Regions from separate parts of the Mus musculus genome. Here regions 2, 3, 4, 5, 6 and 7 are each linked to region 1. The links are chromatin contacts, called in public promoter capture Hi-C maps. All regions are on one chromosome and are shown on one strand. Each heading gives the region's core, a stretch centred on a gene start, on an enhancer-like site or on the middle of the called end of the contact. The rest is flanking DNA. Distances are from core to core; before and after follow the strand shown. Region 1 holds the start of Mtf1 (metal response element binding transcription factor 1). Region 2 holds the start of Psmb2 (proteasome (prosome, macropain) subunit, beta type 2). Region 3 holds the start of Trit1 (tRNA isopentenyltransferase 1). Region 4 holds the start of Pabpc4 (poly(A) binding protein, cytoplasmic 4). Region 5 holds the start of Map7d1 (MAP7 domain containing 1). Region 6 holds the start of Sh3d21 (SH3 domain containing 21). Region 7 overlaps Stk40 (serine/threonine kinase 40).

Region 1 (4,183 bases), core at 457-2,956:
TTTCCTTAAGGCAGCCACAATTGTCAGCCCCACCTGTTTCAGCTCAAGAACTGCCTTAAGCTGGTCTGAGGCTGCTGGAAGAATGGCAGCCACCTGTTTCTTCTACCTGAGCCTAGACCTGCCCCTTCTCCATGCCATTGGCTAGCACACCCATGCTGACTTGTGAAGACATGGGGGCAATCCACCATAGTAGAACTGACGTTCCACATTCAACTCTAGTTATTTAACACAAATAGCTCCCTATTCATTTTTATTTAAAAGTTTTAAGTAACTGTACTTTGCCTTATTCAGCCAGCCTCCAGGACATGCAGTCAGTGAGTTCCCCATATCCCGTACTGAGCATCTCATGGTCAGATACTTGGACTAACTGAAGTCCCTGAAGGAGAATGGCTTGGGGCGGCAGGACTCTGCTTAGAGGTTCCTGGATAAACAACTTTTAGCCATCCAGATGCTTCCACTGTCCAAGCCGCAAACATGTTCATGCATAGGGCACCTGTTCCCTTTCTGCTCAACTCCAAGGCCTCTCAGTCGCCCCCAAGAGCACTGAAGAAAGGGGGTTCTGGTGAAACAAGTGGGATTTTGTAGGATATTCAGTCCTCCCAACTGTATATAATGCAGCACCTCTCATATATGTAATATATTTTAATGAAAATGTATTTTTAATGGTGACTATGGTTCTCTCTTTTTTTAGTTATGTGTATGTGTGTGGTGGTGGTGGTACATGCATGTGTGAATGTGCTAGGAGAGGCCAGAGGCTCAGATCTCTCTGAAGCTGGATGTGAGCCATCTAATGTGGGTTCTGGTTTCAAAAGAACTCTAAGGTCAGAGCAGTCAGTTGGTCTTCTCTTCCCCAATCCTCCTCTCTCAAGAGATGGTAGTTCCTGGCAGCTAGTCCTTTGTGGCTTAAGAACAGAGCAGCTGATCTGTGGCATGCTGGTGCGCCAGAGTCACTTATTCAACCTTACTCAGAGGGAATGGCACAGCAGTTTGGGCCTGAACCCTGATCTAGCCTCTAAGAGCACTGCTCCAACGTAAACATTCGAGAGAAGTCGTTCATGGGGTAAATAAGCATTAGCTTATGTGAGAGTCTAAAAATTACATATACAGGAATATAATAGAAACACGAGAAAAGTATCTTCTTGGGCTTTGAAATATTGCTACCACCGAGTGGATTTCAAGGGTGGGTAGGATAAGTGTTAAGAGCTGACAGGGGACTGGCCAGTAGGTGGCGCTGACCCTTTCTAGAGCAAAAACCCTCCTTAAGGAAGGTTGGAACCGCTAGCTCCCGCGGGCGCGTGAGAACGAGAAGTTTCTGGAGGGCTCTGCTCAGCGTTCCGGTCCTGGGGGGGAGCCTCAGCCAGGTGAACTATGCTGCGTGGGTACAGTGGGGCGAGGAGAGGGATGCCGTGGGCTGGCCTACGCATCTGGAAGGCGGCGGCTGACTGCAGCCTTCTTGCTGCAGCTGTGGACGCAGCTGGGGCTGAGAACACCTCGACTTCACCGCTGATGTCGCGTATCCTCCCGCGCTCGAAACAGCCCGCTCTCTATGGTCAGCTTCCCGGTGCGGCACCGGAGCGCCAGACTCCACTCGCTCCGCCCACAGCCCGCTGGGGAGAGGCGCGGTCTCAGCCCCCTGGAGAGTAGAAGCCAATCACGAACAGCAGCAGGCCCAGGGCTCCCCGGGCCTCTCCTTCCTCCGGAAAGCGGAAGCGGAAGTGACGCTAGGGACAGGTGGGGGCAATCATGGTGCCGCTTGGGAGGGGAGAAGCTGCTGCTGCCGCCGTTGCCGGGAGCCGCGGAGGTAAAAGCAGAGGCTGGACTCGGCTGGGGCTGGAACTATCCGGGGGGTGCGGGACTGGGGCTCCCTGCCGTAGCCATTCCCGGCTGAGACTTCATTCCACTCACCCGAGGGACCCCACCCCTCCTCCGTTTCCATGGGGATGGGTATCCAGCCCCCCTTCTCTGTTTCCATGGAGACCCGGACCCTGCCCCTCTTAGCCCAGCTCGTAGCCCCCAGACTGCCTCGGGGTTTTTCTCTGTAGCCCTGGACTAGGGGTGCTTTCCCGGTCAGGGTCCTCATGCTAGTCTCTCAGAGGTGCTGGGTTCGCAGTCCTCGGCCACCCTCACACCTCCTGGTCTTGTTACAGAAAGTTGGTCTCTGCGTTTCCCGGGGCAGCCCACCGGGTCTCTTATCTCTCCTCTCAGACACCGAGAAACGTGTATTTCTGGGGTTGCGTAAGCAAAGGTTCGGGCTGGTTCCTCTCAGATTAGATCCCTTGACCTGTGCCTGGTAACTACCTCGCCTGCTTGTCACTCCGGCTAGTAAAGGCTCACTTTGCCGACTCTTGAGCTGAAGAGAAAGTGCAGAACCAGGTTGAGAACTAAGTGATGTGCTGGTTATTTTAAATTCTCCTTTTGTGTCTGCCAAACCCACATTTGTAGAACCTGTGTGTTTTCGGGTGAAGGAGGAATCACCATTCCAGACCATGAAAGCTTCAAATTTGGTAATTTCCTCAAGAGGCTATCTTCAAAAAGAGACCGTCTGCATGTCTGTCATTCATTTTGCTGATATTTCCTGAGCTGCTCGTGTCAGTATTGCTTATGTTAAGTCAGCCTTTCGGGTCAGAAAGCCTAGTCACTCTGTACAAGTGTACTCTCTGGTCCAGATCATGTTTTACGATATAAATAATTAAAGTGATTTGCATCAGCTACTCCTTATTAGGGTTTAGCCCCTCCACCTGATGTGTTCTAGAAATGACAGAAGGAAGCCACCCTTTTTCTTTACCTGCAGTTTCTCTTTCTGTATGAAACAGGAAGCCCTGGTCCCACTGTAGAAAAGCAGGCACGGATAGGTTGTCCAAGCAGTAAAGGGCAAAAGGAGGGTTTGGAGGTGGTTATGTTCAGAGTGTTGTTTCTGCACCACCAACTACATGAGGCCGTGGCACTGCCTCACGGTGTGTTTGCGGGGAGGGAGGGCATTGGGACGGGAGCACCTCACTGAAGGTTTGTAGCCACTCTTTCTTTAAACAGCCACCTGTTTGCTCTTTTATCCTCCTTAGCTTCATAGATCCATCTTTAAAGTATGTGACAGTAGAAGGTCTTGTGAATGCCAACTTTGAATTTTTTGGGGGAAAAAAAAAGATTTGCTTTTTCCTTGTCAGTGACTGATTGTGTCAGATTTTAAGTATTTCCAAGGAACATAATTTTTTTTTTTTGCTTTGGTTTGCCTCTGTGTGATTGAGTATGTGTGTTTGATTCTTTTGAGACTGGGTTTCTCTGTTTAGCCCTGGCTGTCCTGGAACTCACTCTGTAGACCAGGCTGGCCTTGAACTCAGAAATCCGCCTGCCTCTACCTCCCAAGTGCTGGGATTAAAGGCGTGCGCCACCGCTGCCCGGCATGCGTGTGTGTGTGTGTGTGTGTGTGTGTGTGAGTGTGTGTGTGTGTGTGTGTGTGTGTGTGTGTGTGTGTGTGTGTGTGATTCTTACTGTGTATCTCTGGTTCACCTGGAATTCAAGAGAGATCCAGCTTACTCAACCTCTCAGGTGCTGGGTTAAAGACATTCACCACCATTCCTAGGCCTGGATTGCTCTCTCTCTTTGTTTTGAGACAGGGTCTCACCACCAACTCTGGTTGGCCTGGAACTTGATATGCAGACAATGCTGGCCTGGAATTCTCAGAGGTCTGCCTGCCTCTGCATTCCAAAGTCTGGGATTAGCACTTTGCTCTTTAAAATGAGGGAAAGTGATCCCTAAGGATCCCTTGAGGACATAGGTGTGTCTTGGGCTGTGGTTCTAACTCTGGTGTTATCTATTGCAGAAAGGCCGTTACCTTTCCATTTCTCACAATTGGGCTGAGCACACGTGAGCCATGGGGGAACACAGTCCAGACGACAATATCATCTTCTTTAAGGGAGAGGAGGATGACCTAACCCCGCATGACAAGATGCTCAGGTTTGTGGATGACAACGGACTGGTGCCTTCCTCATCTGGAACTGTTTATGATAGGACCACTGTTCTCATAGAACAGGACCCTGGCACTTTGGAGGATGATGAAGACGATGGACAGTGTGGAGAACCCTTGCCTTTTCTGGTGGAAGGTGAAGAGGGCTTCTTAATAGATCAGGAAGCAATGTCCCAGGGTTACGTACAACACATTATCTCACCAGATCAGATTCATTTGACT
Region 2 (4,183 bases), core at 943-3,442, 1.9 Mb after region 1:
GTGTGCCATTAGCAGCATATGTAAAACATCTCTACTTAAACATGGAAGTTGGTCCTCTTTTCATCACTACCGCAGTGGTGCAACACATTAGTCTGTGCAGAAATGTTTTGATTATTGTGCAGACATTCCTTTGGATACATTCGAAAGATAATGTATATTTAATAAACTCTATTTTGTGGTTTTTTTTTTGTTTTTTTTTTTTTTTTGAGACAGGGTTTTTCTGTGTAGCCCTGATTGCCCTGGAACTTGCTCTGTAGACCAGGCTGGCCTCAAACTCAGAGATCGGTCTGCCTCTGCCTTCAGACTGTTGGAATTAAAGGTGTGCACCACACTGACTGGCAAAAAGGTTTTATTATTAAAGTACGGTCCTAGTTACAGGTTTTACTGCTGGGATGAACTATCATGACCAAAAGACAAGTTGAGGAGGAAACAGCTTATACTTCCATGGCACTGTTCAATACTGAAGGAAGTCAGGAGAGCAACTCAAACAGGTCAAGCTCCTGGGGGCAGGAGCTGATGTAGAGGCCTTACGGGGGAGGGGGATGCTCACCGGCTTGCTTCCCATGGCTTGCTCAGCCTGCTTTCTTATAGAACCCAGGACCACCAGCTCAGGGACAGCACCACCCATAATGGGTTGGTTCTCCCTCGTCAATCACTAATTAAGAAAAGCCTTATAGCTGGACCTTATGGAGGCATTTTCTCAATTAAGGGTTGCCTCATTTCACATAGCTCTAGTCTGTGTCAAGTTGACAGAGGACTAGCCGGCACAAGTATATTAACTGTACAAAGTCACAAGTTTCACTAAGACATTTCTATATGCAGTTTAATTGTAGTCTCTCCTCTATTACCCTTTCTATTGTTAAAAGAATTATTTTTACTTTATGTGTTATGGGGTTTTGGCCTGAATGTATGTGTGTGCATCAAGTGTGTGAAGTGCCTTCAGAGGACAGAGATACACCAGAGTTGCTGATAGCTGTCTTCCAGTTGCCTTATGGGTACTGGAAATTGATTCCAGGTCTTCCAGAAGAGCAGCCAGTGTTCTTAAGCACGGGTCCATCTCTCCAGTCCATCCCTAATTTCCTATCTTACTCTTTCCAAAATATTTCATGTAGGGCATGTGGATCAGGAATTTAATTCTAGCACTGATGAGTTAGAGGAAGGCAGATTTTTGTGAATTTGAAGTTAGTCTGGTCAACACAATTAAATTAGTTCCAGGACAACCAAGGCTACATAGTAGTAATACCCCATCTCTCAAAAAAGGCCGGGTGGTGGTGTCACAATACATTAATCCCAGCACTCAGAAAGCAGAGGCAGGTGGATCTCTGAGTTCGAGGTCAGCCTAGTCTATAAGAGTGAGTTTCAGAGTAGCCAAGAAATCCTGTCGGGACAAATCAAAATATAAAAAATAAGTAAATAAAAGTGAACATTTAAAAATTTGTTGGGATGAGGAACTTTGGGGAGGGGGGCAATGGCTGGAGTGTAAATAAATACTTTTTTTTCCCATTTTTATTAGGTATTTAGCTCATTTACATTAATAAATACATTTTTAAAATAATATTTTAAATGTAATGAAACAGAAGTATAGTAAAATATTTAAATTTAAAATTTTTTTTAAAAATTATTTGTATTGGGGATGAACGCGCTAGTGTGATGGTCAGAGGAAAACTTTGGGGAGTCTGTTCTTTCTACCGTGGGTTCGAGGGACAGGCTTGACTAACGTGCTTTCTGCCTCTGTCTATCCAGTACTAGGATTTCAAGAGGGAACCACCGCCAAGTAGGTTTTTTGTTTGTTTGTTTGTTTTGCTTTTGAGATGTGTTGTCCTAGGCTGCTCCCCTGGTCCTTAACTCTATGGCTCGGGGAAATTGTTCTTCAATCTGGCTTGCAGGGAAAATTTTCCCGTTTGTTTAACGAGCAAGGAAATGAAAACCAGAAAGCTGAAGACCTCCTCTCCTCTGTAGCACCCACACGTGCTGGTACTTCTTACACAGGGTACGGCTTGATTTGCGTGCAAACTCTAAAATTCGACTTGGTAGATAAGGAAACGCAACGCCCCATCACCCACAGCTACGTTTCCAAACCACACCTCTAGACCAGCCCACTCCGCAATCTCAGCGCGGAAAAGCACCCAAGCTCCCGCCTGCTCTCTCGCGAGAGGTGACGTCATTGGGCCGCGCCAGTGACTGGGCCGTCGCGCGTCTTGCGTCACCCCCAGCTCAGTCCGGGTGTGCTGTCTCACTGGTGAGGTCGTGTACCCGGGAAGTGTCCCTGTCCGTGGCCTCTGCAGCCTCCCGCTTCCCGGCACCATGGAGTACCTCATTGGCATCCAGGGCCCAGACTATGTCCTCGTCGCTTCCGACCGAGTGGCCGCCAGCAATATTGTCCAGATGAAGGACGGTGAGAGGAAGCAGGGGGAGGCCCGGCGGGCCTGGCTGGAGGGGCAGTCGGCGGGAGTTGGTGAAGGGGACCGTGGGCCTCCCTCTGGGCAGCTTGGAAGATGGAGCCCAGTGTGCTCTGCCCTGCTGGCACTGCAGGATTGAGAAGCCGGGGGAGCCGGCAGACAAGCTTAGGGCTCTAGTTTGGGATTCTGGGTCAGATGAGGCTTGCTAGGTGAGAGTTGCTCAGCGTGAGGGAATTAAGTTTATGAGAGCTCAAGTGTGTGCCCGGCGCCTCCAATTTCTGAATTTCTGGCAAGTTTCAGTCGCCCCAGATAGAAGTTATAATTTGTGGGTGCCCTAAGGTGGGATCTTGGGGAGAGTGAGACTCCCCAGAGTTTGGCATTTCCACTCTGCTTCCGCTGTCTTCAGTGGCTCACCTCAGAGCCTCTTCCGCCTTTCCCTGGCTGCTAGATTTTACTTGTCGTTAAATAGTGGAATGCAGCAGAGATGGCCTCTCTTTATTTGCTCTGTGAGTTTTGTACGTTATTTTTTTTCCCGTGCCCAGATTTTCTTATCTCTCAAATTACTAATAACCAACTCAAAACTTGTTGAGAGGATTGAGTGAAGGAGTTAGCATTGGACAAACACTTAACAAACTGAAGCATATATGTATCAGGTGTGTCCATCGTTAACATTTTAATTTGTTAAAAGTTTGGCTCTACTATGTGCCCTTCTTGCAGTTAGTTTTGGAGACAGAATATGTATAACTAAGATGTATAGATATAGTATATATTATATATAACACACATGCATATATATGTGTGTGTGTGTACATATATGTGTGCGTATACATATCTATGTATGTGTATATATGTATGTGTGTGTGTGTATATGTGTGTATATGTACAAAACTTTCTTAAGGAGATGTTGAAATAACTCAGTAGTAAAGATGCTTTTGCCCAGGCTTCACAACCGGAGTTTGGTCCCAGAACCCAGATGGCAGAGGAAGAGACCCCACCCCAACATCCTGCAGGTTGTCCTCTGACCTGTGCACCTGTTCTGTGGCAATGTGCACCTGTGCAGAACAAGAGAGAGAGTCTCTAAATAAATAAATAAAAATTTTAAAATTATCAAAGAAAAAGTTTCTAAGCTTACAGGTGGTAGAACCTAGGTTCAAATCTGTGTAATTTGGGACTGAGTCTACAATTCAGTGGCAACATATGTTTCGACCATATACAAGGCCCCAGCCTCAGCACTCCAAAAACAAGTTAGTAGACATTATGCAAAATGATCTCTTTTACCCTTAACAACTTCACTACCTTTATAGTGACAACTGACCCACAGAATCTTGAGTGTTTTCATGACTGATCATAGGCATGTTACTGTTTGAAAGATATCTAGCTTTTGTTCAGTGGATTAAAAGTTCATTTGACAAGTTTCATGCCTCTCTGTGTTCTTTACAGTGCTAGGGACTGAAAAGAGGAAGAAAAAAAAGAATACTATGTAGTTGGGAAGATAGTTGAGTAGGTCAGTGTGCTTGCTGTGTAAGCATGAAGAATTTAAATTCCAAGTACTCACTTAAAAGAAAAAAGATCAAACAGGCATGGCTGTGTCCCTACTTGGGAGCAGGAAACACAGATCCTGGGAGCTCACTGACCAGTCAGTCAGTCAGTCAGGCCCAAAGGGTGAGCCTCTGCTGCGTGAGAATAAGGTGAGGGATGGCCTGATGTCCTTCTCTGTCCCGGGTGAGACAGGTACACCCATACACTTATGTGTGACACACACACACACACACACACACACACAC
Region 3 (4,183 bases), core at 785-3,284, 1.8 Mb before region 1:
GCCTAGGTCTGGGAGAGTGGCCATTTAGCCTAAGGAGATTGAAGTGATGAAAAATATAATGGCAGTCATTCTAGGTAGGCCAGTGATATACTCAGGATTTCTGGATGTGTGGGGGACTATGTTAGCTTTTCTCCTAGGCCCCGCCCAACAGTTACCTAGCAACAGCCAGGTACTAGTCTGGCTCTTATTATCTGACTGTTCAGGCTTGCTCTCTCTCTCTTCTCTCTCTCTCTGCCCCCTCCCCACGTTTTCCCAGCCAACCTCTTCCCTTCTCTCTCCCTCCTCTCTCTTTCTGCCCTTCTCTGTCCCCTTTCTTTCTCTGCCTCCACTCCCTTCTCATCCCTCAAATAAACATTTCCTACTAGACCCATTGGGTGGCTGATACCTGGGGGTGGGGGTCTCAGCGGCCCCATGCTGAGGCACCTCCTCCTGCTGCATCATGCCACCACATTACAAAACATATCAGACTACTCGTGGCTTTACCTAGGAGCTAGACCGAAGCAGTCTCAGAGAAAAAGCACTTATGCCCCCGCCCCCATCCCAAGTGCTGACTGAACCCAGAGCCTCATGCTGACTAAGCAAATGCTCTACCACTAAACCTGCATCCTCAGACCCCTTAAACTGCCCAACTAGCTAGAGGTTAGCAGAAGGGGTATTTAAGCATCTTTACACGTTATTGAAAGATTCTCTGCCCTTAGGCTTTTGCTCTTACTTATTTAGGGAGGCAGATGGGATTGTACAATTATAATAACACAAACTGTTTAACAAATGGTGGTTGTTATGTGCCAGTGCATTTGAAGCAAGCACTTTCCAGACATTATTTCACCTTTTCCTTATGGCAATCCTTGGAAGAATGGAAAGATAAAATTGCTGAGGTTAAGAGGTGAAGTAAGGGTCTGAAGTGTGCTCAGCTCAGTGCTAGAGTGTATATTCAGCACCCAGGGGGGGCCTGGGTTCAGTCTTCAGACAAAGAGAAAAAAAAATGCTGCTAATGGAATTAATTCTGATGAGAATTAATCAGCTCTCAGCTGATAAGTCTGAGAGCTGGAATTTGAATCTAGGTTCATCGGGTTCCATAACCATTCTTTCTTAATTTTAAACTTCAGTGTGTGTGGTGTGTGTGTGTGTGTGTGTGTGTGTGTGTGTGTGTGTGTGTGTACAGAGGTCAGCATCAGCTCTCTCCTTCCACATGCGGATCCTGGAGATTGAACTCAGGTCATCAGATCTGGCTGCCAGCAACTTTACATGTTAAACCATCTCTCTGGATTCTTAAAGCCATTTCTCAAAGTGGTGTGTGGAATCTTGAAGTCTGGCCATCCTTGATTCTGATTTTTCTTTCCCTCACTTGTATCTGCTTTACCCTTTGATTTTCTTCTGCTTCCTCTTCTAATTTTTGGGTTGTCATTCACTTGCTTGTTCTTTTGCTTTTAAGCCTATCTCTTGACTGCTTTATGCCAACGCAGAGCTTTGTCCTGCTTTCTGATTGTGTCTAAATGAGTGTGGAATTCAAACATTAGAGCCATGCTCTTGACTGAGAATTGGACAGATCTGATTTTGAAGAATGACTGAGAATCGGACACTCTCTGAGCTTATTAAATCCAACGCTAAGGTAGGCAAGTCGTTTCTCTGTCCATTTAATCATTGGTGGGTGCCTGTGCTAGGCACAGGAGACTCAGCAATGAACTAGTCAGAATGTGCTTCTTGTCTTTGTGAAATTAACAGCCTGTGGTAGAACTCAGACAATAAACCAGAGGCCAGTTATACAGTTTTATTCTTGAATTAATGCTATGAGGAAAAAGAATTGGGTGCCTGGACGCAATGTAGACAGAAATATTTTAGATGGGCTGCCATCTCTCCTTTGAGAAAGCAAGTCGGTGGGCTAATCTCAGCTAGTCGAAGGCAGTTACGTCATGGGCCTCCTAAGCTTGGTACCTTTGTCCCACAGTTTCCTCCTTTCCACCCTCCCCGCGTTCTGAGCCGGAGATCCGCGCCGGCGCACTGACTGTTGCCATGGGGACAGCTGCTTCGGCGCATGCTCAGATGCCTTCAAGATGGCGGCTGCGGCTGCTGCACGAGCAGTTCCTGTGAGCTCTGGATTCCGAGGCCTGCGGCGAACACTGCCACTTGTAGTGATTCTCGGGGCTACTGGGACTGGCAAGTCCACCCTGGCTCTGCAGTTAGGCCAGCGGCTCGGCGGCGAGATCGTCAGCGCCGACTCCATGCAGGTATGGCAGCGTGCTTGGCCCGGGGGCCTGGGAACCCTGGAGGTCGCGTGCGGGCCTCTGGACTAGGGGACACCCTGTCGCGTGGCTGTAGTGGGTGAACCTCGAGGCGTATGGGGATCCAGATGAAAGGAACCCACACCTGCTAGGTACCCATTCCAATGGCAGACAGTGTCCATTGTGTCCTGTGATCGCTAAGTAACTTCTCAGGCCATTACTCTTTCGTAGATAGTACCAACAGTTTCATTTATGGATAAAAATGTTGGGGGCTGGGGAGGTGAAGTGACCTTGTGCGTGGCACATTGCAAATAAATGGAGGAGAGATAGTGGAACGTTTAAGGTTGACATCCGGTGAATTTCAGTAAGTTAATTATTCCCAAATTTTGCCATAATTCTAATTCTAGCCCAAGGTAAGTCAGATGCCACCTGTGAGTGTCTTCTTGGGCACTAGAGCAGTCAGAGGCAGCCACTGGCTTCGTGACTTCAGATCAACAGTGCCCTTTACTTGAATATTATATTTGTAAAGTGGAGGAAATGTCATTTGCCCCACAATCACAAGGCTAAAGTATTTAATAAGTGAGACATTGGAGTGTTACAGTGGAGAGAGGGAGGCCAGCTCGAAGGTCAGACATTGTGGTAAATATTGGCTGAACCTGAGGGCTTTTTTGTTTATTTGTTTTTGTTTTTTAATCCTTTTGTCCTCTTTGCGAGAGGACTTTCGGGGATGTAGGAGCATTTGAGCTAGAGAGTAGGTGACATTTTGGGTGAATGTGAGAAGAATTACAACAGCTGTTAGGCATGTTCAAAGGTGTCGAACATATACAACCAGTCGCAGAACTCATGGTTAGTAACCTAAAATTAGTAATTAATTCTTTGCCCCACTTTACCTCATAAGGCTCCTGACATTGTTTCTACCCTCATAATTTATTTTTCCATGATAAGATCATCAGCTTATACTAAAAGGTAAGGTAATGTAACAAATAGTTGTTTGCAGCCTGCTTTGTGCCAGCTTAGGGAGATAAAGAGTTTAGCTTGAACTGAATCTCAGCCAGATTTTTTTTCCCCCAACTTTTTGCTACATGAACAAAGATACCTTTGTTCCTTTGCTAAAATAGGAAGAATATAAAAAACAACCTTGTGATCATTAAATGAAATATATGTGAAGCACTTATTACAAGTGTTTAAAAAATATGTTAACAGTGAAAACTATGGTGACTGTGTGTGTGTGTGTATATGTACATTAGACCAAACTCCTTATATTGGGGAATGTTAGTCTGGCTAAACATAGAGTAAGACAGAGCTAATAAGTGAACAGAGCTACTTATAGAGCATTTTCAGGTGGGCGGGTTCAGAAGATCAGAAGAGACTACAAGTGCTGGATTTCGTGATAGACTATTAAATTTGGTAGAATTCTTGAGAAGGGAGAAATCAATGAATGTCATGGAAAGTCTCTAAAGAAGTGCCTAGGCTGGGGAGACCCTGACCCTGACCTCTCTGGCCTCTACATACATGTCTGTATGTACACACACACACACAAATACAAATTGAAAAACAAATAGGTCAGTATGAATTATAAAAGAAGAGCTTAAAATTGGGCAAAGTGTCATACGCTGTGATCTTCACTCTTTTTGGAAGCTGAGGCAAGAGGACAACCTTGGGTGTCACTACTTAGGTGCAGCTCACCATTTTGTCTGTTTCTGAGAATCCCAATCTGTTTTGAGAAGGACAGAATCTGCTTCTCCCAGCACCGACCTCCCACATTCCCATCTACTGAGTCCGAGTAGCACTGCCTGCGTGAGGGTGGCCACAACCCGTCACTCCCCTCCCCCAGCAGCCAGAAGCTGCTGATCTCACCTCAGCTAGGGTTGGAGCCTCAGGCTTTCTCCTCCATCCGCAACAGAATTTCGACTGCACTGATCTGATGCAGGTCCACCGAGTCCATGTCATGTTCAGAAGACAGC
Region 4 (4,183 bases), core at 1,254-3,753, 1.5 Mb before region 1:
TGGTTCTCAAACTCTGGGAGTATAGGTGTGTACCACCACACACAGCTTCTACATACCTGTGCAAAAACTTTACATGTACTTATATGCTAAGCATTAATAGGCTCTAAAGGAATTTTTTAGATTTATTCTTTTACTTGTATTTATGTGAGTGCCTGCCTGTATGTACATGTACTGCATTCAGATTCCCTGGACCTGGAGTTATAAGGGATTATAATCTGCCACATGGTTGCTGGGAATCAAACCCAGTCTCTCTGTAAGAGCAGCAAGTGTTCTTGACCGCTGAGCTCTCTCTCCAACCCCTTGTGTTAATAGACTTTATTAGGCTACTTATAGATTAAAATTCAGCGAAGATAGCAGGATGACAGTTGTGGAGGCAGGAAATTCTGAACTAGACCGTCATGAGCGTAAAAGCATGTGGCGTTTGCTTATCTATGCCTTGAATTCATGTGCTTATTCAACAGACAGGTATTGAGCATTTAGTCTGTGCCATGTTAGACGTCATTTAAAGGTCTTGTTCTCATAAGGCTTGTGTATAGGGAAAGACAGACACTAAATGAAGAAACAGGCAAAATGCCTGAGACTAGAGTGTTTGGAATCCTCCCTTTTTTAGATTATGGAATATTTGCAGAAAAATATATCTTAGGAATAAAGCCATAAAGCCCAAATCTTTTTTTTTTTTTTTTTGGCTTTTCAAGACAGGGTTTCTCTGTGTAGCCCTGGCTGTAGACTAGGCTGGCCTCAACCTCAAAGATCCACCTGCCTTTGACTTCCAAGTGCTGGGATTAAAGGCACAAGCCACCACCCACCCAGCTGTGGCTGACTTCAAAATTGTTAAAATCCTCCTGCTTCCGCCTCCCAAATGCTGAGATTAAAGGTGTGTACCACCACTTTCCAGCTTTTTTTTTTTGGTTTTTGGGGTTTTTTGGTTTTTTGTTTTTGTTTGTTTTGTTGTTGTTGTTGTTTTTTGGCTTTTTTTTTTTTTTTTTTTTTTTTGGTTTTTCGAGACAGAGTTTCTCTGTATAGCCCTGGCTGTCCTGGAGCTCAGAAATCCACCTGCCTCTACCTCCCGAGTGCTGGGACTAAAGGCGTGCGCCACCACGCCCGGCTTTTTTTTTTTTTTTTTTAAAAGACCGGTCTCACTATGTAGCCCTGGCTGGCTTGGAACTTGCAATATCCATTTGGTTGGTCACAAATACTCAGGGGGGATCGGTCTCCCAAGTGCTGAGACTAAAGGTGTGAGTCACTACACCTAGCAAGGCTTCTTTATTTAATATAGTCACCAGAAATTATTCTCAGAGGTAAGGAGGGACTCTTACTTGTATACCATGGTAACCATGGCAACCATGGCATCTGCTGGGGGGGGAGCTCTGATTAGCCATTTATTGGAATGAATTGATTGATTAAATACTTATATTTCCTCAATTGTTTGCTTCAACCAGTAGACGAGTATCTGTCTAGCTTTTGCTAATTTCTGGTTTGAGTGAATATAAGGATAGAAAAAAAAATGGTCCCTGGCACTTATGGAGTAAGGAAATACTGCTATAACTCCACATATTTAGTCTCATGAGATAACATGATCTTCAAATGGTCAGTGAAACCTTCATTTGGGTAAAAAGTCAATGATTACCCTTCATCATCTAAGCGTAAACTCTTAACTAGCGTTTACATAGTAACAAAAACATTGTTTCACATGCACAGATGCATTCTCTTTGTGTTGTGCCATGAGTCGCCACGAGATGCCTTGTAAGGACATCACTAGAGATAGCTCCCTTATACAAGAACCATGAGCCCAAATACACCTTTCTTCTCCTCTTCTCCTTTTGCACAAACTAAGCTGTAGGCGTGCCACCAGAACAAAACAGGAGCGGACAGTCACGTTTTGTTTTATAAAAGCTTTGGCAAGATTTGTTCATCTTTTCAAAAACAGTCTCATCACCTAAGATACCACCACCATTTCTAATGACCTCCAAAATCCAACCTCAAGGTTATATGTTCTTAAAACTTTCGTATGTCTTACGTATTCAGCTCAACCATGTATTGGGCCACCTAGTAGCTGTACTTTAGCATCCCTTTGTGTAGATTTGGGCATTTCATGGATGTTTTAAACATTATACCTGCGTGTGGGTCTTGGGGAGGACATGACTCAATCCATACACTGCAGAAAGAGAATCATACAGGTGCGTGCTGCTGGTCCTCCAAACGCAAGGGGACGCTGTGACACCTTGCGGGCGGCTCCAGGTCACTCTGGTGTGACTGCCCCGCCTTGGGCCCCCGGGGCAGAGTGGGCGGGCACGACTGCGCCCAGGTCTCGAGGCGCCCTTCGACCAGCAGCGCCCGGGGCGGGAGGGTATAAATGGAGCGGTGGCGGCTCCAGCCGCCTCTCTCCGCCCCGGGTCGCAGCCATCAGTGTTGCGTTTGGGCTCAGCACGCCTGAAGCAGAAAAAAGAAAAAGCTTAAAAAAAACACAAAAGCCTCAAAAACCTTAAAAAAAAAAAAAAGAAAAGAAAAGAAGAGGAAAAAAAAAAGCAAAAGGGAAAAAAAGAAGAAAAAGAACCAGACAGCGACTTGTGCTGGGAGCCCGTGGGGAAGTGACTTTCACAGCTTCCGGCCTGCCTGTCCGTCAGCGTCTGTCTGTCCGTCCGGTGGTGAGCCATCCCCCTCGGCCCGGCCCGCCCCTGCACGCCTCTGCGCCGCGTGGCAGCCCCGCGCCCCGGCTGGCCGCACCACGTGTCCGCACTGCCCTTCGCCGGCACCCGCAAAGATTTGGTTTCCCCCTTCCTGGGCTGCTGTAACTGTAAACCGCCGGGAGTCCGGGGCCTATATTTATCACGAAACGCGTGTTCCCAAGGCGGCCGTGAGCGCAGCATCTGATTGCCTCTTGAAAATTTTTTGCCCCCTTTACGAGGGGATTTCCTACTTTAATTTTTATTTTTTAAGCCTCAAGCCAGGACAGCTGGAGAGTACAAACTCCAGGAGCGGGCCATATTGTTTTTGAGAGCCTTTTGTCTTGGGGCTTTTGCAGTCCCGTGCAAGTCGTCCCGCACACGGGTCCCGGCTCGGAGCCTCCCTGCTCCAGCCTTCTCCGGCGTCGCTGGTGCCACCTGTGCGCTGCGGCGCGTGCCATAGCTCCTCGGAGCCCCTTTTGTCCTGCAGTAGGCCTTGTTAGAAGTCCTCCTGGCGGGGCTCGGGGTCGTGGGGGGTGGGGAGATGAACGCTGCAGCCAGCAGCTACCCCATGGCCTCCTTATACGTGGGCGATTTGCACTCGGACGTCACCGAAGCCATGCTGTATGAAAAGTTTAGCCCTGCGGGGCCTGTGCTGTCCATCCGGGTCTGTCGCGATATGATCACCCGGCGCTCTCTGGGTTATGCCTACGTCAACTTCCAGCAGCCAGCTGACGGTGAGTAGTAGCGGTGTGCACACATTCGGGAGATTCCTGGGGACCTTGGGAATCCTGAAGGCGGAGGCCAAACTGCCAGGACCGGGGAACATAACAGCATGTTGCCTGAGAAGCCTTGGGTGGAAGCAAAATGAGCCAGGCATGTGGTCATGACCCTGGCTTCAGTCTCCCACCACTTGCTAACCTGATGACCTTGGGCTACTGGGTGGGGGTGGGGTAGAGCAGGGGTTGGAACCCAAGGAGATTTGTGTAATTCGGGATCCGAATAAAGGGACTTGGGTATTCTAGTGTGTCTAGCCCCACTCAGGTAGAAGTGGGTCTGGCACTCAGTGCATTGAAATGACACCTGAAAGTGTAGGTTGCAAAACTGGGGGCTCTAACCTGAACTGACTGACTTGGGATGGCTTTAGGGCAGTGGAAAGCAAGGAGAGCAGTTTCATCCAGTTGCCTTGAGGGGAGTTGCTAGTGTCAAGCTGTTTCTACCAGGCTCTCTTTTGGGGACTTGCTCAACTGCATGGAGCTCGAAGGATGTAGAGGAGTGTACCCAGGAAGTCTAGGAAGGTGTCACATGGAATGTACTGGGCAGTTTTGCCTCACTTGTGCTGCCTCAAGTTGGGCTGCCAGGGAATGTTCTGCCATCCTGGTTGCACTGGAGGCTGCAGGCAAGCCACAAAATAAGCCCAGAAACGCAATCGGGGGCTGTAAACTACTCCACATTAAAAGGGACCAAGTGGAGCTGGGCAGTGGTGGCGCACACCTTTAATCCCAGCACTTGGGTGGCAG
Region 5 (4,183 bases), core at 903-3,402, 1.5 Mb after region 1:
CAGAGCCCTAGACCACTGCCCCATATTCTCCCCGGACCACTGCCCCATATTCTCCCCGGCGCATACTATGGGCCTGTCATTTACTCTCAGGAAGTCTTGGCTTTGGTCACTTTCAGATTCTCAATGTATAGAGAAACAAGGCATGATCCTGACCCAACCTGTCCTGTAACTCCATCTAGATCCCTGTGAATAGAAGAGTTTTCTCATCCAGACCTCTGCATGTGGCCTTCCGCACTCACCTAGGCCCTCAAGTACAGCCAAGCATCCCACCCCTGCCCCCATACACAGTCTGGGCCACTCATCCAAGTGCCCTAATTATAAACCAGCCCCGGCTAAGGCTGTGTCCCTGCCCTCATTTGGGCTCTCGTGCACACCCCAGTGCCATGAACTCTCAGGTGCAAAATACCAGTAAGCAGATGGCTAGACCAGGCTGGGCCTCCCTAGGTGTCCCCTCTCAGGCTCCGTGGAACCAAGACAAACTGGACCACCCTCGTTGCCAGCACAGTCTGTAAACCTCCAGAAGCCCACCAATCTCCACCTACATGTCATAGATCCCCACCAAGCACCACGAAGACACAGGGAGGAGCCCACCCACAGCCAAGCAGCCCCCACCTCATCCTGGGTGCTCTCCACCCCTATAGATGCTCTCAATCCGGGGCTCCACACCCCAGGGGGCAGGGAGGTGACAGGATTAGGCTGGGAACTCTCTGGAAATGTGGGGATGACTGTGTGAGTGGATCAGGACTTGGGTCCTCAGTAATCAAGCTTTTCCCTCCCCTTCCAGGAAGAAAGAGTCCTCCCTCCAACACGGGGCCCAACCAGAATTCTGTCCCCACCCCCTCGTCAGCTGCTCCCAGATAGAATGGGGTTTGCAGAAGTCCAGAACACTGGTGGTTGGTGGGGTGAGGGGTGGAAAGGAGAGCTTTGGTGGTCTAGGGCATTGAGACTCTGTGTGTGTGTGTGTGTGTGTGTGTGTGTGTAAAGCATCCAAAAACCCTCAGTCTGAGGGAATGATGTGGCATGTAGGGAGTGCCATCCTTGAGCGGTCACCTCATTCTACAGAGTCCGGCCCAAAGAAGTGACGTGGTGCCGGCAGACCTCTGTCACTCCTGTCCCAAATCAGACTGGGTGGGCTCTGAAGTAGGCCTGGCTTTTGGGAAGGCGGCCCACTCCCCAGCTCCCACCCGCGCCCCAAACAATACCGCCTCCCCCTCCCCCTCGCCTTTATCCGGCGGGTTACTTGGCAGCCACCGCTAAAGACCTCCCCCTCGTCTCCCTCCCCTCCTGGTCGGCCCACAACAGCAACAGGCCCTTTGCGCGGCAGCTGGACGGATGGGGTGGGGGCGAGGTCTGGGCCAGGGCCTGGGCGTGGGGGTACGAGGGCCTAGCTTCGGTATGCATAGTTCCAGACCTGAGAATCTGGTACCCTAACACACATATTAAGACTAAGGTCACACGTGCCCGCGGAGGATGGAGAAGACAGTAGCTCCAGCTCAGTAAAAGAGGATCTTCAGAGTCTGGGGTGGATCTCGAAGGAGAGTGGGGGTGGGGACGAGAGGATAGCACCAGGCTGCGGCAGAAGGGTCACCCCATCGAATCCCTAGCCGGGTTCCCACGGATCCCGATGCCCCGTGCTTCCCGGCGCGGAGGTTGGGGGGAGGAGGCAGCTGTCAGAAGATGCGTCCGTGGCCCGGAGCCTCGGCAGCGGCCACAGCCTTTATTTTTAAACTTCTAAGTGGTCAGAGGGCGCGGGGGGGAGGGGTCCCCGCCCAGCCGCCAGCCTCATCCTCGGCCGCCCTGCGGCTACTCGGTCCCCCTCCGGGCTCGCTCTTGTGTGGCTCCCGGCTTACCTGCGGGTGCGCCCGGGCCGGGCTCCACACGCGGGCCACTCTCCATGGCTGCGGCGTCACTGGAGGTTTTGGGGGAGGGTCTCAGCCGCGACGGCGGCGACGGCCGGAGGCCAGGACCAGGGTCCCGCGGCGCATCCCGCCCGGCCCGCCCAGCGGGCAAAGACCCAGAGGCGGCGGCGTTCCGAGTGGGAGAGGTAGAGGCCGGTGGCTAACGAAGCTCTGAGTAGCCAGCTACCCGAGGTCGGTCCTCCGCGACCGCGATTCTGCTCCTTTGCCCCGCGCCGGCCCAGTCCTGGTCGCGGCCCAACCCTATTGTACCGCCCGGGCTGGGCCTGGCCTCTCCGAATGTACCAAGTGCGCGGGGGATGACCGCCCCCGCAGTGATGGAGTACGGAGCCACCACGGGCACAACCAGAGGGCTCCGACACCGCCCTGCGATGCAGCTCCCGGAACTTCACGATGCTCCTTCTGTGGTCGCCGCAGGGCGGACGCCGAGCTGGGGGCACGCTGCTGGCCACACTGACTCCCCCTGCGGCCGCGCGTTGGTACGTGCCGCGCGCCTGAAGACTATGTAGGGAGCTCTCGGGTGACTCACCGGCCGCTGGGACTAGGGGAGTGGGGTGCTGGGTTAGGATCCCCTATTCTCTCTCTGGATGCTGGAGGCTCTAGCGTGCAGTCTAAATTCTCTCCCAAGCCTGCCTCAGACAAAAATCTTTATTGGGGGGGGGGCGTTGCAACGCCTGAAGAACGGTCTCATGGAGACTCCTAAAAGGGCTATCCTTTCTCTTTTCTGGTGATGGCTGCGAAGGCGCTTTTCCTCTTGCACCCTAGGGTTGGTGTCTTCTCTGTTTCTCTGGGAGTAATTACAACCCTGTAAGGCGCTTTACTCAGGTCTCTAATCTGCTGGGGCCCTCCCTGATCCAAACTGGGTGGTCCTAGCCTAGAGCCTCCCCTACCTTCATCAGAAGACCCCCATCCCCCGCCCCCACATCTCTCCAGAAGGATTTTTCTTTCCTACGGCTCGTCGCGATAAAGAGTAGTAAGCCTCACTTCACCCTCCTCCCCGAAAATACTCGGGGCTCTGGAGTGGGCTCTCCTATCTCCTGTTTCAATGCCCGCCCGCTGAGGTGAGGGCTTCGAGCCAAGTCGGGCTTGGCTTCGGACAGGGTGCAGGGAGCTTGCTGGGAAGGTGGATCGATAGTAGAGGTACTGGTGCAGAGAGGACCAGACTGGAGGGAGGAAGGAGGGGCCGCTGGGCTCTGCCTATCCTAGCCCTGCTCTTTGTCCTGACCTGGAGGTCATTTCTCTAGTTGTCCACAGATTAGGGCCAGGGAGGCACTGTCTCCCTGTCTCTCCTTCCCCTTCCTAACCACTGGACCCTCCTTCCTTAGAGCACCTCCACAGAACAGTCATTCCAAGGGAGAGGGCAGGGAGTACGATTCAGGGAAAGGGAGAAGTTTCAGGCAACCTAGCAGCAGTTTCTATCCCAGTAGTAAGTAACTGGCGCTTTGAACCCTGGGGGGAGGGGGGAGGGAAGATTCGCCCGAGGTGGAGGCTGAGTGACTTTAGAAAAGGATGGTGCTAAAGGCCAGCAACGAGAGTGACACGTCTCCTGAAACTCTAAAGTTGATAAACAGCAGTAGTGATGTGGGGGTGCAGTGCAGCCCACAGTGGCTGCCTAGCGTGCACTAAGCCCTGGGCTCGGATTTCCAGCACTACATCAAGCAGGCGTGATGGCACAGGCGTGATGGCACAGGCCGGCAATCTCGGCACTTGGAAGGTGGAGGCTGGAGGATCAGACTTTCAAGACAGGCTTCAGGGGGAAAAACAGCTTGGTGGGTAAAGGTGCTTTCAGCCAAACCTGATGATCTGAGTTGGATTCCTGGGACCCACATGGTAGAAGAGAACGAATTTCTGCAAGTTGCTCTCTGATCTCTGCACTCCTATGTAGAATTAAGAATGTACTTCATCCCGGGAGGCAGGTTTCTGAGTTCAAGGCTAATCTGGTCTGCGGATTGAGTTCCAAGACAGCCAGGGCTACACAGAGAAACCAACACACAAACACACACACACACACACACACACACACATAAATAAATAAATAAATAAACAAACAAAAGAAAAAATATATTTAGATTGGGACTCACTGTGTAGCCCTGGCTGGCCTGTAACTCACCCAGTGTACCAGAATGGCCTCCAATTCACAGAGATCCACCTTCTTTCTCCCTGGTGCTAGAATTAAAGGCACATGCCACCAATTTTTAAAAGTAAGGAATATAATAAAACTCCCTTTAAATAGTATTATAATATTTAAATAGTATTTATAATAATAA
Region 6 (4,183 bases), core at 836-3,335, 1.4 Mb after region 1:
CACCATACTCGGTTTCCCGGTTTTTTTTTTTTTTAAATTGCCTTTCCTTTCTCCTCCCCATACCTGACTCCATACTCACTGGGGGCGGTGGGATGACAAAGTTGTCAGGAAAAACTCCTCTTCTGCCTTGGCATTCTCCTTCCCACCAGCCCTTATCCTCAGTTGTCTGGTTAGGAAACAAGCCAGTGGGGGGAGGTGAGCATCGCTCAAGTTCTTCTTGCCTGGGCCCCACTCCTTACTCTTCTGTAACTCCTAATCCTCTCATACCTTTCTCAGAACTTTCACCAGGTCCCCCTTCTGCAGTGCCAGCTCATCTGGGGCCTCGGGTTGGTAGTCAAATAGGACCCTGCAGGTCTCAGGGCAGGAGACTAAAAGAAGGTCACTCTAGTGTGTAGCCCTTCCCTCCGCAGCCAGTGACTCCCTCCAACAACCTAGCCAGTTCACCTCCCACATAGATCTGGTACCGAGGGAGGGCTCACCTGTCCGCAGGTAGTCTGGAGGGCTGTCATATGTCAAGTTGCTCAACTATTGGGGGCAGAGAAAGGGGGGAATGAGACAAGTGTCAAGCCATTTTAAGAATTCGCTGGGAGTTGGAGATTTAGCTCAGTGGTAGAGCGCTTGCCTAGCAAGCCCAAGGCCCTGGGTTCAATCCTCAGCTCTGGGGGCAGGGGGGAAAGAATTCGCTGGCTGTGCCCACCATGACCCAATTTACCTTAGGAGGCCTCTGTGAATTTGGGGTAATTGGCGGTATGTCTGTATTTCCAAGGCCTGCAGAAGAAGAATCGATGGTGTTAGGGAGGTGCTAATTTAGCTAGGTCAAGGGAGGGGGCCAAAGGGGTCACGAGGTCAGGAGGGTCACTGGGAAGATCGCTGAAGATTGCTGAGTCTGGTCCCAGGGGATCACAGGGTCACGGTCTCACTTGGGGGCCCACTGTCCAGCAATTCCACAAAGTTGGATGGGAAGGCTCCCAACTGCCCGTTCTTCTCTCCCAGCCACCAGCCGTCCTCAATCTGGGGAAGGGGAAGGATGCGGGAGCATCTGGTTCTGTCCAAGAGTAACTGAGGTGTCCATCCTTGGTTCTACCCAAGGACTACATCCTCCCCAGCTGCCTCCCTTCCCATCGCCCCCACCCTTACTTCACTTTCTTCTGTGTGAATAGCTGCAGCATCTCCCCAAGTGCCCCCAGGACCCCTCACCTCCTTTATCACTTCCAAAATCTCCCCAGTTTGAAGCGTCAGCTCGTCTGCCTGCTCTGGGCTGTAGTTGAAGTTCACTCTGCACCATCTTTGGGGGTCCCGAGAGTTGATGGGGTGACCTAGGCCAGACAAGCAGGGAAGCAGCTCTGAGCAGGGAGCCCCGTCTGCAGCACTGGGGAAGAGTTGGACCCCAGAACTCCCTTTAGTAGCTTCAGGCCCCGCCCTCGAGCGGAGCATTGTACTTCAAGCCAATCAGGGGGCTGCAAAATAGCCGCGGGTGCCCCACCCACAGCCGTCATGTTCCACGCGGGCAGTGAGGCCCCACCCGCCGGCCCAGCGCCCGACTCACGGCGACTACGGCGCGGAAAGCGCGGTCTGGACTCGGTGACGCCCCGCAGGGCCTCCGGAATCTCCTGGGAAAATCACATAGGGGCGGCACTAGGCACAAGGCCCGAGGCTGAGGCCAGGGCCGCTCCTGCTCCCCCGCGCAGCCATACCCGTACCAGGCCTCACCTGCACCAGGCGCTTGGGGAAGCGACCGCGGCGGCCCCGCAACTCCCCAAGCAGCCAGCCCCGAGCGGGCCCCGCGCACACCTGCCGGATCACGTCCCCCGGAGCCAGACTCAGCTCGTCCTCCGTCTGCGCTCGGTATCTGGCCAGGACCAGGACCTCTACGGGCGGAAGCGAGCTAAGAAAGGCTGTGGGGACGTCCGTGGACTTTGCCCTTCGGAAAGTGTTTAGAAGAACCCACCCCGAACCCCCACACACATACCCATGACTTCTGGGGCTCCCTGCGCAGCCTGACCGTCAGGCTGGGCATTGGGTGCTCGGAGGGCGGGCGAAGCCGCCAGGCGGTAGACTGGATGTGGATGAGGCGGAGACTCGAGTCATAGGTCAGGATCCAGGTAGTAGGAGTGGGCGGCCTGGCTCAGCAGGTTGGGCCCCAATTCTTGAAGGAGGAGTCCAGGGTCTCAGCCCAGGGCTGGGGTAACAGCTTCCCCAAGAGCTCTACTTTAGCCAAGTCTCCCAACCTAGGCCAGACTCTATGTCTTTTATAACATTTCCTGGCCCACCCTCTTCTGGCTTGCAAGTTCTTAGCTGCAGGGGAAGGTGGAAGAGGTACATACCAGGGTGGGGCCATTCCTGGGAAAGTGGCCCCAGATAGAGATACTAGCTCCTGTCTCTGAAAAGCTATGGCGGGTATATTCCAAACTTCAACCCCCCCTGAAGCTTCGACTCACTTGGGGGCCTAGTTGGATTTCTGATAACTACTGCAGATTCTCCTTGGGGAAAGGCAGCAAGAATCAACTTTTAATAAGGGCTGGCAAGAGTCTGAAGGTTAGGGTCCACCCAGTTTACCAGTTGGGCTAGGCTCACCTCTTCCTTGTGGGTTAACATATAAAGGCCGAGCCAGCTCACTGCAGCCTTGACCCCTGCCCCAGCACCAAGGAAGCCAAAGTCCTGACTTCTGGCATGGTAGCTAGGTTTGGTTCTTGGAGGAGTCAAAAACACAGAATGCACAGCCTCCACTGAGAACAAGAAGTCCTTCTTCCCAGAGACGAAAACTATGGTATATTCTATGGGACCTATTAACCCAGGGTCACTCACACAAGCAACAAACACAGTCCGTTTACATCTGCCACTTCATTTATTGTTTTTATTTGCAGGAGGAGTTGAAACAAAAATTTAAGGGTGTTTTTTTGTTCTCCCCTAAACATGAATCATTCAAGTAAAACCAACATAACTATTGAAATTAGCAAAGTAAAGGGAAGTATGCACAACAACCCAAGAGCGAAGGCTGGGGAGGGAGGAGGGTGCAGTCGGCGTCCAACAGATGCGCGCAGGCAGCGGTTCACCTGCTGGGGACCGCTGCCCCGGAAGGCAAGCACAAGGACCCTTTAATGAGGATGCCCCCCAACATCTGAAAATGTTTCAACCCAAAACGTAAGGTTAAAGAGAAAAAAAAAAGGAAAAACCCAAAAACACACAACCCCACAGACCACCCAGCCATAACCACCATCCTTAATCATAGGCGTTTCTTTTCATTTTATAAAAAGATTAATAAAAAATATTGAAAAAATTATTTTCTCATCTTGTATTTGTAAAGATAATAGAATTCAGAAGTTTCTTAGAAAACCGTCCAGAAACTGCCCTCCAGTTTCCACTCCTCTTGCTGAAGACCAGCAGGACTACAAAGGTTGGGACACTGGAGCTGCTGGTGGAGAATGGGAAGCCCAGCCCAGGAGAAATGAGACAGAGCAGGGTGCATGGGGAGGCTGGGAGCAACTCCACGGGATACATGGCTGTGTAGAAAGGGGAACACGAGGTGGTCAGAAAGGCCTTAAACTCCTCCTCAACATACAAAACCGGTTTGTACAAGATCCAAGCAGTTTGGTCCCAAACTGAGGTGAACACTTCAATTTTTATTCACATGCTTTGTTTTCTCTTAAGAGTCAAAGTTGCCCAAATTAAAATCTTTACACTAATATTACTATATATCCCCTAAAAAGAAGAAAAAGAAAAAAGGATTTCTTAATAAAACTCAGGACAGGAAGAGACTGAAAACCAAATTCCCATTTAGTTCCAAATGAAATGCAATGAAGAAAACTTGGTTTCTAATTGGGGTGGGAGTGGGGGTGGGACAACAAAACCAAAACAAAGTCCAAGCATCAGCATCCTTCTCCCTACCCTGCCCACCCCCCACACCACCAGCAGCAGCAGGAGCCCAGTGTGTGGTCTCATCTAGGCTCGGTGGCAACGTCCTGTCCTCTGTCCAGTGAGACGGATGGCACCAGGGACACTCTGCTGTCGTGGGATGGATTCTGTGTGGCAAGTGGGTTGTGGGGTGGCGTTTTCAGGATCTTCTTGAGGCTCCTTGTTTAGCTCCACCAGCCTCTCCCAGCGCCTTTCTTCCCCGGGCAAGGGCTCCATCAAGAGCGGCCCCTACTCAGCTGAGGGCTGTAAACTGTCCTTCTCTTCTCTGTTC
Region 7 (4,183 bases), core at 816-3,315, 1.3 Mb after region 1:
GAGTCACAGAAAGAAAGCAGCACTTGACATTTCCAGTATCAGACAGAGTTGCCTGGGTCTTGGTGGGGGAGGAGCAGCAGATTGCTCTCTTGGGCGCTGGCCCCTTCAACCATGACTAGGGCAATGGTGCAAGGGCAGCAACTAAGCAAGGTTTCAGGACCCTGTGGAAGGAAAAACTGCCCTGCGGACTCCACAGTCCTGGAATGACAGTACTCGGGAGGTACCCTCACCTGCTTCTCTGAGCCTCTCTCCTTCCCTTTCTCTTCTGGGTAGGTTAGAAGGCAAAATGGCAGCAGCATATGCTTATAGCACAAGTCATAGTGGGGATTTGTTCCATGATGTGGTCAGCCCAGGAGAGGTCCCACTGTCCTTGTCTAATAGCTGAAGCCTCAGTGGTCATGGGAAAAGAAGCTGTAGGAAGGTGGACCACTCAGGAGGGTGAGAACCACAGGTTTCAAAGCTCCAGCTGATACAACATAGTACCATACAGAGCCAGCTAAGCGACCCTGCTCTCTCCCAGCTCCCTGAGGTTGAAACTACAGACTTATTTCTGGCCTACCCCATGTAGCTTGCCGTCTGATGACCAGAAAGCACACATCACATACCGAGGACGGTGTCGGGGAGCTAGCTGCATGCTGGCTGGTTAGGAAGGATGAGCAAAGGTTTGCCAGCCTGAGAACGTGAAAGGACACAATCCTTAGTGTCACACATTGCAGAGGGGAGGGAAGGAAACAGGAAATTCCAGGACTGCTTTCACCCCATCTGGCTAAGTGAGGAGTTAGGGAAGATGAAGGGGCAGGATGTGGGGGTCGGACCTGGCTCAGAGCCCGCCCTGCACCGCCGACTGCGCCTCTTGTATGTTTATTTACTTGTTCAGTGAATTCGTTCACGTCTCTAGTTACCAGAACTCTGCGCTTGCTTCTCATCTGTAGAAGTGGAGTGATTCCACCTTCCTACAAAGAGCAGCCTGAGATACATACAGATGTAAAATTGCCAGGTTGGGGTTGGCCCTTCCTAAGAACACACGAATGTCAATTCTATCAGAACCTGAGGTTCCTGTGAGTGAGAAACAGAAGAATGGGCCGGGAGCTCCTACCTCTCGGATGAGACCAAGGGCCCTCCAATCCTGGCTGGGACTCGAAGAGGAAGGCAGGTGTTAGAGGGTGCTGGCCACCTTGGCAAGTTGTGGAGAGGGTATTGCCTTAGAGAGAATGAGTTTATCATCTGAATGCGAGAGCTTAGGCCTGGTTTCTAACACTTGGAAGCCAGAGGCAAGGGGCATCACAAGCTTGAGTCAGCTTGAGCTATATAAGCAAGAAAGACCCTGTCTTAAAAAAAAGTATTTATGTATATGTGTGTGTGTGTGTGTGTGTGTATACATATATGTATACACACACATAATATATACATATATACATACGTATGTATGTACGTATGAATATGAGTGAGAAAAAGGAAAGCTTGGGTCCTGCCTGTCCTAGGCCTTCTGTGGACATTGCAAAACCCATGTCCCAACCAGCTGGACTAGAGAGCTCAGGCTCTTCATAACAGCTGCTTGTTGGCTTGCCGGCTCTCTAAATGAGCATCCCAGGGGTTGTCATGGAAACACACGGTTGGGTTCCTGGCTGTTAACTACACTAGTGTGCTAGGCTTCTTTCTTCCACTGGTGGTTTTGCTTTCTCCCATCTCCCAGCCCCTGGTTCTACACCTCTGGAGCCCTCAGTATAGCTGTAGCAGGTCTCAAGTATCTTCAGCTTGCAGAGTGCTCACTGCACCTCACTTAGGACAGACAGGCTCCAGCTACCTTCCACTTAAGTACCCAGGCATGCCAGCCCTCTCTCCCCCACCCTGCCAGGTTCTTGTGCTAGCCAGTGGAATGCAGACAAATGGGACGAGAGCCCCAGGGAAGGGAACGGGGAAGCAAGGGCTGAAATGTCTAAAGTCCTCCTTGGGGTTATGTGAGGCTGACTGTGGGTTCCTTCTCCTCCTTCCTCTTGGGTAGGCAAGCTGCATACCAATTCCTAGAAAAGCAGAACACTGTGGTAGCCCAGGGGCCATAGCTGAAGTGTGACTCACCCAAAGCAGGCCTTGCTGACGCACATTGCCCCGCCACCCCTCGATGCTCTTGCTCTCCTTTCAGGACCAACTAACTGGGGGGTCTGGGGCTCCTGGGGAGCTCTTTGCCACTCTCCCAGCGTGGGTGGTGGTAGTGGCAAGGCAGGCCACTATTGCTAAGCTTTAGGAGGTCTCTGGGCTGACCATGGCATTTCCTGTGGGAGAGCCTCCAGAGCCTGTTGTCACTCATGTCAGAGTCGGTCTCCTGTGGGCTCTCCTGGGCATGCTGGCTGGCAGAGAGTGAGAGGCTATTGACAGCTTCCTCTGTCAACCCCATGGAGGGCCATCTTACCTGTTCAGAGCCTGCCCAGTCCTGAGAGTCAGGCTCTGCCATAGTCCCCTTCACAGAAAAGGGCATTGAGTTTCCCAAGACCTTCACCCAGCAAGGAAATGCAGAGACAGGATCAGGCCCGGGCATCTGAGTCTCAGACTCTCTGCCTCTGCTTTGAGCTATCCTCCCAGCACCCTAAGCCTCCTCTGAGGATCCTCTGAGAGACCACAGGATCCATTCGTGGCTACAGTGGCCAGTTCAGACACACAGGGCTGTTCTGTAAAGCTGTGCAGTCCTGTGTGGAGCAGTGGCATAGGAGGCTCAGAGCTGGGGCATTTTGCATCTAGATGTGCAGATGACCCTTGCTGAGACCCTTTGTTTACATTCTAGCCTGCAGGCCACCAACCAGGCTTCTGTAGGACTTCCTGGATAAGAGCTGGTGCCCACACTTCAATGGGAAATGTGGAGGACAGACTGGCTTTTGTTTGCACCAAGCCCTTTGCCAGCAGAATTCCCTGAAGTAGCTGAAGGGCTCTTAGAGCCTCTTGGATGCAGCTCCTGGGGAAATCCATTTGCAGCCATATACCCTGTTCTTGAGCCCACCCTCCACCCTCCCTGGAGACTGTTCTAGAAAGAGGTGCTCAAGGCCCCTCACTGAGTGCCTCACTGCTGATTCTCAGCAGTGGCACTGCAGCTAGGAAGAGACACCCCTCTTCACCGGTGCTCCCACAGGCCTCTTGGCGAGGGCTGTCTTCACCCCCAGCTGCGAGGACCACACCATGAGCTTCCTAGAAAGGTTCCGAGCCAAAAGCCGCCTGCCTGGAGACTTTGGGGGTGAGGGAGGAATTGGTCTTTTTTATTTTTTATTTTTTTAAGGCCAAGGCAGTCTGAAACTCAAGAGATGAGTCGGCCTGGCTAGAACAGAAGGAAAAGTCATTTGGGGGCTGGGCACTTCCTAGGGGGTCTGGGGCCTAACAGGCCTGGGCTTAGTCCTACCTGCCAGTGCTACAATCTGTGTGATCTCGGGCAGGTCCCTTTCCTTCTGGGTCTTAGCTGTCCTATCTGAAAAGTTTTCTTCAGAGGTGGAAACAAACAAACAGTAAGTGGGCATACATGGAAAGCGTGCGCCTGAGTCTCCGCAGAGGGAGTTAGGCTCCCCCAGGCCAGCCCAGAGCCGCCTCCACAGTCACTGGGAGGCACCTCTTGCCTCTGCTCAGCCTCCCTTCTTACACTAAGCGTCCTCCTGGGACACTGGCCCCTGCTTACTAAATGAGTGTTACCCACTCTCCGAGAGCCACATTCCTCCTCTGGTGTTAGTGTCAACCTCCCAGCAGGACCTCTGTTCCAAATGAGGGCCATCAGGAAGCTATATAGTCAGTGACAGGGCAAGGGCTGGTAGTTGTTGGAGATAGGGCTGGGGACATAGTCAGTGAAAGAGCTCTAGTGTGTACAAGTCCTGGCTTTGGCCCCTAGCACTACAGGAAACAAACGAATAGCCACAAAGGTTGTTGGGAATAGATATCACATTGTCTTGTGGTGCCTTTGAAATATGCCTTTTGTACATGATGTGGTGTGGTTGTTAGCCCACAGTGCTCTGTTAAATCTCAGGGTGGTGTGTCATGAACCCTCCTTTACTACACAGTGTGGGTTCTATGTGCTGAGCCTCCACAAGTCCATGCAGCAGGAGCCCAGAATTCTTCTAAAGGCTTCCTGTTCAAAACGATGAGCCAAGGGGATCCCAGCCTAGCAGCATCACCAGTTCACAGTGCATGCCCTCCGTTTCTGAGTACACCTTCT

What was found. Promoter capture Hi-C pulls out the DNA fragments that hold promoters and counts their contacts.
Region 2: a contact with region 1 is called in a promoter capture Hi-C map of pre-B cells, with 2.4 times the contacts expected there. The contact joins the promoter of Psmb2 here to the promoter of Mtf1 in region 1. A contact is called at or near these places in 2 of 39 promoter capture datasets (liver and pre-B cells).
Region 3: a promoter capture Hi-C map of pre-B cells shows a contact between it and region 1. The contact joins the promoter of Trit1 here to the promoter of Mtf1 in region 1.
Region 4: a promoter capture Hi-C map of pre-B cells shows a contact between it and region 1, with 6 times the contacts expected there. The contact joins the promoter of Pabpc4 here to the promoter of Mtf1 in region 1. A contact is called at or near these places in 3 of 39 promoter capture datasets (the C10 cell line, liver and pre-B cells).
Region 5: a promoter capture Hi-C map of pre-B cells shows a contact between it and region 1, with 3 times the contacts expected there. The contact joins the promoter of Map7d1 here to the promoter of Mtf1 in region 1. A contact is called at or near these places in 3 of 39 promoter capture datasets (cranial neural crest, hippocampal neurons and pre-B cells).
Region 6: a promoter capture Hi-C map of liver shows a contact between it and region 1, with 2.9 times the contacts expected there. The contact joins the promoter of Sh3d21 here to the promoter of Mtf1 in region 1. A contact is called at or near these places in 3 of 39 promoter capture datasets (hippocampal neurons, liver and pre-B cells).
Region 7: a promoter capture Hi-C map of hippocampal neurons shows a contact between it and region 1, with 2.7 times the contacts expected there. The contact joins the enhancer-like site here to the promoter of Mtf1 in region 1. A contact is called at or near these places in 4 of 39 promoter capture datasets (the C10 cell line, hippocampal neurons and liver) and 2 of 115 datasets of contacts at active chromatin or transcription factors (astrocytes and large pre-B cells).

What each region holds. Positions count from the first base shown.
Region 1 is chr4:124,800,843-124,805,025 of GRCm38.p6, forward strand. It overlaps Mtf1 (metal response element binding transcription factor 1), which reads left to right and starts at 1,707. Exons shown (of 11, transcript NM_008636.4): 1 at 1,707-1,801; 2 at 3,818-4,183. The coding sequence starts at 3,869. Inpp5b (inositol polyphosphate-5-phosphatase B) reads left to right here. Exons shown (of 24, transcript NM_008385.4): 24 at 1-669.
Region 2 is chr4:126,675,451-126,679,633 of GRCm38.p6, forward strand. Psmb2 (proteasome (prosome, macropain) subunit, beta type 2) reads left to right here and starts at 2,193. Exons shown (of 6, transcript NM_011970.4): 1 at 2,193-2,395. The coding sequence starts at 2,305.
Region 3 is chr4:123,014,559-123,018,741 of GRCm38.p6, forward strand. Trit1 (tRNA isopentenyltransferase 1) reads left to right here and starts at 2,035. Exons shown (of 11, transcript NM_025873.3): 1 at 2,035-2,225. The coding sequence starts at 2,052.
Region 4 is chr4:123,280,408-123,284,590 of GRCm38.p6, forward strand. It overlaps Pabpc4 (poly(A) binding protein, cytoplasmic 4), which reads left to right and starts at 2,504. Exons shown (of 15, transcript NM_130881.3): 1 at 2,504-3,400. The coding sequence starts at 3,208.
Region 5 is chr4:126,254,167-126,258,349 of GRCm38.p6, forward strand. Map7d1 (MAP7 domain containing 1) reads right to left here and starts at 2,153. Exons shown (of 18, transcript NM_001347198.1): 1 at 1,851-2,153. The coding sequence starts at 1,896.
Region 6 is chr4:126,161,256-126,165,438 of GRCm38.p6, forward strand. Sh3d21 (SH3 domain containing 21) reads right to left here and starts at 2,086. Exons shown (of 16, transcript NM_001162533.1): 1 at 1,970-2,086; 2 at 1,711-1,868; 3 at 1,547-1,610; 4 at 1,198-1,316; 5 at 921-1,011; 6 at 713-768; 7 at 480-525; 8 at 268-368; 9 at 80-166. The coding sequence starts at 1,973. It overlaps Thrap3 (thyroid hormone receptor associated protein 3), which reads right to left. Exons shown (of 12, transcript NM_001356455.1): 12 at 2,827-4,183. The coding sequence ends at 4,141.
Region 7 is chr4:126,129,891-126,134,073 of GRCm38.p6, forward strand. All of the region lies in intron 6 of Stk40 (serine/threonine kinase 40), which reads left to right. Among named protein-coding and RNA genes, the nearest start is that of Eva1b, 16 kb to the right of the region's middle. Within about 2 kb of position 2,066, at least 233 of the 459 cell types and tissues checked have an H3K27ac peak or open chromatin away from gene starts, as enhancers often do. A contact at or near this core is called in astrocytes, hippocampal neurons and liver, where this site is marked.